Regions from separate parts of the Gossypium hirsutum genome. Here region 2 is linked to region 1. Evidence: chromatin contacts called from public Hi-C data. All regions are on one chromosome and are shown on one strand. The core of a region is the stretch at or near the end of the contact, and the rest is flanking DNA. Distances in the headings are between cores, read along the strand shown.

Evidence for each region. Hi-C and Micro-C count contacts between places; a contact is called where the count stands out from the background.
Region 2: a Hi-C map of leaf shows a contact between it and region 1, with 5 times the contacts expected there. The contact joins the promoter of LOC121232023 here to the enhancer-like site in region 1. A contact is called at or near these places in 20 of 34 Hi-C or Micro-C datasets (anther, callus, fibers and 4 more).

The regions. Positions count from the first base shown.
Region 1 is chrA07:6,069,296-6,072,656 of Gossypium_hirsutum_v2.1, reverse strand. It overlaps LOC121232022 (signal recognition particle subunit SRP68), which reads right to left. Exons shown (of 14, transcript XM_041117349.1): 14 at 2,773-3,267. The coding sequence ends at 3,046. Among protein-coding and RNA genes, the nearest start is that of LOC121232022, 7.6 kb to the right of the region's middle. Within about 2 kb of position 1,821, at least 4 of the 9 cell types and tissues checked have an H3K27ac peak or open chromatin away from gene starts, as enhancers often do. A contact at or near this core is called in fibers and leaf, where this site is marked.
Region 2 is chrA07:6,105,098-6,108,458 of Gossypium_hirsutum_v2.1, reverse strand. LOC121232023 (auxin response factor 2B) reads right to left here and starts at 1,781. Exons shown (of 14, transcript XM_041117352.1): 1 at 1,320-1,781; 2 at 1,129-1,241; 3 at 875-970; 4 at 723-779; 5 at 475-630; 6 at 315-399; 7 at 110-200; 8 at 1-7. The coding sequence starts at 1,467.

The sequences.
Region 1 (3,361 bases), core at 572-3,071:
TATAAATATATAAAACAGAAGAAAATAGGAAAAAGGATTCCTGTAATACACATATTAATAATAAGAAAATAGTCAAAATAGGCAGAGTATAGTTTTAAAACGGGATCTTCAAAAGAAATAAATTGTATATATGAAAATATAATATATATACATAGATAAAGAAAGGATCTATACATAAAAATAATAATGTGAAAACGATAATATATATACATATGGAGGGATAAAACAAATATAAAAAGAAAATATATAGGGTAATGAAAATGTAGAATTAATTAACTATAATAATAGTAATAATAGAATAATGCTACAATAACAATAAACATAGTAATAACGATTAAAATAATAATAACAACAACAAAATAGAAGACAATAATAATAATATATTAATAAAAATAATAATATAAAAATAAAAAAATAAAAAAATAAAAAAATGTTTCTAATAATAATAATAAATCAATAATGATAATAAATATATACAAAATAATAGTAACAGTAATAAAATAAGTATAATAATAATATAATAATAATAATAACAATATTAAAAATAACACTCTCCCCCTTCCTTCTAAATCCGGCCATCGGTTCTGCCTTGTTCCGGTCACCGGACCCCCACGGGCCACCGTCGGCGGCACCGTGCAAGGCAGCTGGACCTAAAAAAAAATATTTTTCGGTAATTCTAAAATAGGTAAGCTTCTTCCTTTTATTTTTATTTTCGTATAAGAAAACAAAATAAAATTGAAAGGAAAACAATAAACAAAAAAGAATTTAAAACGAGAATAGACAAAAAAAACCTCTTTTGCTTTGATATTTGATTAATCTCCAAAAAAGAACTCCCCCCTTGTACAATAGTTTTGAATGGCTTTTATAGCCAACTTTTACAACTGATTGCCCTTTCTTTTTATAGGCAAGTGGGGTGATGGAGATAGTGGATGGTTTAGTGGGATGATGGAGTTAGTGGGGTGATTTAGTGGGGTGATTTAGTAGGGTGTGGGGGTGATGGAGGTAGTGGATGGTTTCTCGTATTGGGTCATGGCATAAATTAGTTGGGCTGTGTAGTGTATTTGAGTTTGGGTTTGTGAGCTTTGGGCCCGAGCATAAATTTGGTCCTACACCAAGTATTATCCTATAATCTTATACTTGATGAAAAATGCTGGTAAGTGTATTGGAGAAGAAAAAATTGGGTGATTTTGAATGCATTGATGCCACTTAGTTTTTTACTAAGAGAAATAGTTGATGAAGCATGCAATGCAAGCTTCATGTTATCAATAAAAGGAAAGGCAAATGTTTGGTAGAGAATATTGGACCATTATCTCTCTCCTTTTTAAAGGAGGAGAAAAAAAAGGTTAGGCAATGGTAATTGTATTATTGGAACAATAGACCAAATGGTCCTCCACATTTTCCTTTCTCTTAATCACACCTTTAAGAATCCAATCTCATACGTACACCCAAATTCACTTACTTTGCCTCAATTTGGAGACTTTTTTCTTCCCTTACCCAACTTCACAATTTTACTTACCAAAGTCCCTAGTAATTTAACTTCACAACAAAAATTAAATGAAGGACATGTATCTGTTATTATTATTATTATTATTTTAATATTATCTAAAAACATGTTTTAGTGTTTGTAGAGTTTTTTAACCTTAACGGATTTAGGGTTTGATTTAAGGTTTTTTTTTTAAAAAAACAAGAAGATGGAACAAAATGAGGAAGAAATGAAGAGAAAAATTGAGTTTATAATTTGCATGAATCCTATTATTCTCCACCACCATTAAAAGCTTATAATGATTTTGATCAGAGTGGTACAAGATCCATAAGCCCATTTCAGGCATGTTAGTTTAGAGGCCCAATTGCCCATCGCCTAAGGGAAGACCTTCTATAAAAATATTAATCATATAAAATGTGTAAAATATATAATATACATTTAAATAATATTTAAATTCACTAATATTATTATATATGAAATCTATCAACTTAGAATTATAATAAAAATATAAAAATTAATTGATTGTAACTCATTATTCATGTTTTGATTTATTAAATATGAGATTAAATATTTTTTAAATAATTAATATAAATTATTCATAAAATTTAATTTGAACATATAAATCATATTTTAAATATTAAAATAACATTAAAAAAATATTCCAATTTTAAATATATAATAATATATAGTTGAAATAAATTTCAAAAAGGAAAATAGTTAGAAAATTCAATATAAATATTTAAGAAACTTTACCGTTTTTTGGCTGTGAGAATTTTAATGTTAGATGATAAATAAGAATTAAAAACATGATCCACTAATGTATTTTATAAAATTTTAATTTAAGGATAAAAACCGAATTTATATATAAATTTTAGTCAATTAATTTTAACTTCAATTGTAAGTACAAAAGAATTAATTTTAATTTAACTGTATACATTTAAATTAATAAATGCATTTATTTATTTTCAGATTAAATTAATATAATTGTTTATGTACATAATATATCGATAATGTTAGTTAGTTACTATAAAAATTGAATCAAATACAAATTTCATAAAATCAAAATTCATATATGACATTATACATTAGATCAAAGTTCCTGTATAATTGTGATATTTATCCCTTTAATTTTACATGGTAAAACATCTATTTAAATATTTCCATCCAAAACTGCATTTGAAGATAAAAATATTGGCTTAACAAAATAATAATTCAAAATTAAACAAAAATTAAATCTGTAAGATCAGTCAAAATCTATTATCCATACAAGCAAAACAAATTCAGATATCTAAACTAAAATAAAAATGGATTCAGATCTCAAATTTAAGGAAATTCCGATCAGATACAATAAAACTAATATCAGAATCTGAAAATCATCCAAATAAAAAAAAACGATTTTTTACTGTCCAAAATATTTCACATCATCTCAGTCTAAATACCAAAATTTTGCAGTTAACCAAATCATGAAGTCAAACGTCAAAAGTCAAAAGCATGTGAAAAGAAAGCGGTTTTTAATTTTTGGTTCTATTCCTTTCAAATCAAATCTTACCTTGAACTGTAACTCAACCCCAAAGCCTACTAATGAAACCCTTCTTGTCTTTCTTCATCCTGTTTTCTATAGATGGGAAATCAATGGCATTATAAGCCAAGTCTAAAACGATTGGATTACGGGGTATTGACTGGAAGGCCGGCGGGAAGGGTTCTATACGCGGAACAGCTTTCACATTTGACTCACTAATTGCGGGCTCGTAGAGATCGAGTTTCTCGAGTAGGTATTTTTCCACCTGAACCACTCCAAAGCAGCATCATTACAACAATGTAGCAAAATCGGGATCATAAGCAAAACAAATTATCATGAACGAAGGAGTTTATGCAACA
Region 2 (3,361 bases), core at 532-3,031, 36 kb before region 1:
CTCGCCTCTACAAAATACAAGTCATTCTGCTTATTTATTCTCAAGCTCAATCAAAGAATTCAAACCTAAAATACCAAAATTCATAGGTCGTATGAGGAAGCAGAGAAACCTTAAAAATATAAAAGCATCCCCTGCAACAAGCCTCTTGGAGCTAACATAAACACTCCATCCACTTTGAAGCAAGTGCCTTCGTGGTTGACCTGTTATTTCCACCGACATTTAAATCAAATTGCAAGTCCAGATTGCTTAAGCAGAACAGAACCAAATAAAAGAATCCATCGCCCAGAACTTGTAAGAACATTCATGACCATTACCCCTGAAAATATGCCGGAATCGCCACTCATTTCCATGCAAATCCTTAGCAACCAACTCCTGGGTTGGAGGTTGCCGTGACATGTCCTGTTAAACAAGCACAAATAAATAAGAACCTAACTACAAAAAGGAACTATACAGGTGCTTCTGATAGACGCAAACCAATGGTGGAAGACATTCATCTGCATGCCGCCTGAGCACCGAAAACCCACCATGGGTGCTTGTATCTGAGGCAGTGAGGGTCTTGCAAAAGGAATGCACATGGAACCGTGGTGGTTGAGGCGCAGGAGGCTCCTTGTTCACAGTGTTCTCATCTTGCTGCCAAGCAAAGAACAAGCCTTTAGAAATTCAACTTCCCATCAGTTCCTAAAATAACAAAAATACCAAAAACAAAAGAGATCGAAGCTTACATTAGGCTCAGGAAGTAAAGTCACTTGAGCAAAGACTTCATCTGTATCTGGTTCAGCCTATAGAATTAAAAGCAAAAAAGTTATTCCAAAACCCAGAAAGGAAACCAAAAAAAAAAAAAAAAGAAGGTAAATAACAGTAAAAGACAAGGTACCTTTAACTGAACGTTAATCACACGACAAAGGATCTTTGATGGAAGATTATACACTGGCATCTGTTCGTCTGCTACTTGACTAGTAGACGCCTCAACCTGATTTCACCCCCAGACCAGTGGGTAAGCAAATAAAAACAAACCCGAAATAGCAACAATCGTGAAAAAAAAAAGAAACAAAGAAAATTAAAATCCACTTTCAAATCACATTCCTTTGCCAACAAAGATGAAGAACAAAACTAAAGGTAGAAGAAAACCTGTTCTATGTGACCTTGAGGAAAGTAAAACACACGATCTTGTTCACGAGGAACAGTGACCAAAGGTCCAGCACATGCATGCCATAGTTCATTATACAACGCCGATTCGGGGTCTATTAAAAATACATGCATTAAAAACAACCAAAAATCAACAACAAAGACAACAAAAGCCAGAAACTGCATGAACACACCTGTAGCCGGAGCTTGACGAGTCGAATGACCATTTTGCCCTTCCACGGTATTCCTACCATCATTTGGCTCACTATAACCAGAAGAAAAGCTCTCTCCTCCTCTTCCGTTCACACAATTCCCTTTCATAGCTACCTCCGTATTCGTCATTTTTCAAAATCTCTTTTTTAGCTCAGATCTCTCATCTGATTAACTCTCGAAAAAAAAATCATAATATCCACGAAAAATCCCTAAAAAACCTTAAATTTCACTCAAATTCACCACCAAATCTCGTTGATTAACACGTAAATCAATCAAATCACAACAACAGAATTGCAAAAAAATATAATAATCAAAGCCAAAAAATTAAAAAAGCTGAATCTCTTTTTTCTCTCTGGTTTCCTTTTTTTTTCTTTCTTTTTTGGTGTGTTTGTCTCTCTGTAACTTCCAATGGTGATAGGAAGAAGCGAATTGCAATCATTTCAACCGCGGTCAATTTCTAAACCCACTGAAAATAAACCGGCACTAACCGGTACGAATTTCTTTATTAACCGGTTATAGCCGGTTATACTTATCATTGGGCCAGCCGGATGGAGAGGAGTCAAGGTTCAAGGGGACCAGATGGAACATGTTGTAAAATTATTTATTATTTATTTTAATAATTAAATAATAATAAAATAATAAAATCCTTCATCCTCGGCTTGGATTTTAACGACGTTTACCTTTTTGGTTTTTTTTTTCGTTAGTTTTCATGAGCTCAGAGCTCTTAACAAAGCTTCTTCATTCTCTACCATGGATTTATTGATTATATTTAATATTCAATTCAATTATTTTAAATCTCGTTCAATTTATCAATATGAAACTCAATATCATGATCCGACTTATGGTTAAATTAATTAAAGCATATGTCTGAATTCCCATCAATTTAATTAAATAATTTTTTTTAAAAAATTAGTTCAATCGATTTAATTAATCAACCTGATTAATTCAACTAATTCATGGATTAAATAATCTAATCTTTCATTCTGATCCGATTATGAAAATAATGTTTAAAATTTATCTAATTTGTCCAATTAACAAGTCTAAGTTTGATTTGCTTTTATGCTATTTAAAATTTATAATCAAATCTATCATATATAATTTAATTTATATATGGGAGTGTATTTTAATAATTTCACGGTTAAAGTGATGTTTTATTAACTCATGACATCAATTCAGTAAAAACACTCCATATATAAATATAAATATTTAATATTTCATAAAAGTAAAAAAGTTTTTGGGGTAGGTTTAGATAGACGATTAGGTACAATAAGATACGTTTTAACTTACTTTTTGTATCACGCTATAGTATCATTACAGTATCTAATCTCACTGTGATCGTTGTTTTTACACTAATCGTAGCTAAATGTATTTCTCATCAAATCCACGCTTAATCATTTACCAACTAAATTATTGATGAATTGACTCAAACTTAAATAAAAAATAAAAATTATTGTAATAAAAAGATATTAAAAGGAAAATACTCTAATATGAACTCCACTAAACAGAAAATATAAAAAAAAAATCATATATTTGAAATAAAGGTAAGAAATTTTATCTCAATTACTTGGTGCTGATGGAACTAAAATTAGAGTTTTAAATGAAGTAATAAATATGAAAGTGAAAAAGTGTCAAGGATTGATTGGGTTGGCAGCAAACGACGTTTGTCTTGACGTTAGTGGGACAGTTGTTGTGTTTTTATGGGGAAGTGGTTTTGTCGTGCTATGAACAGGCAGGTTTGCTGTAAGAAAGATAATAAGCGAAAATTAGATAATAATAAAATAAAAATAAAAAAGTATGGGGATTGTGCGCCCTACCGCGCACGTTAGCTACGCTTTATTTTCTTACTTTTATTATTATTGTTTTTCCCACTGTGCAGTGCCCACTACGCCTATACTACCATGCACCTGGGGTTGGTTACAGTTTATCGTATCGTATCTTTCGCTTTTCTCCTCGCCGATCATTACTACCATTTCCTACCCCTTTCATTTCTCTTTCTTTTTTCTCCCACAATCGCTCTTTTAAT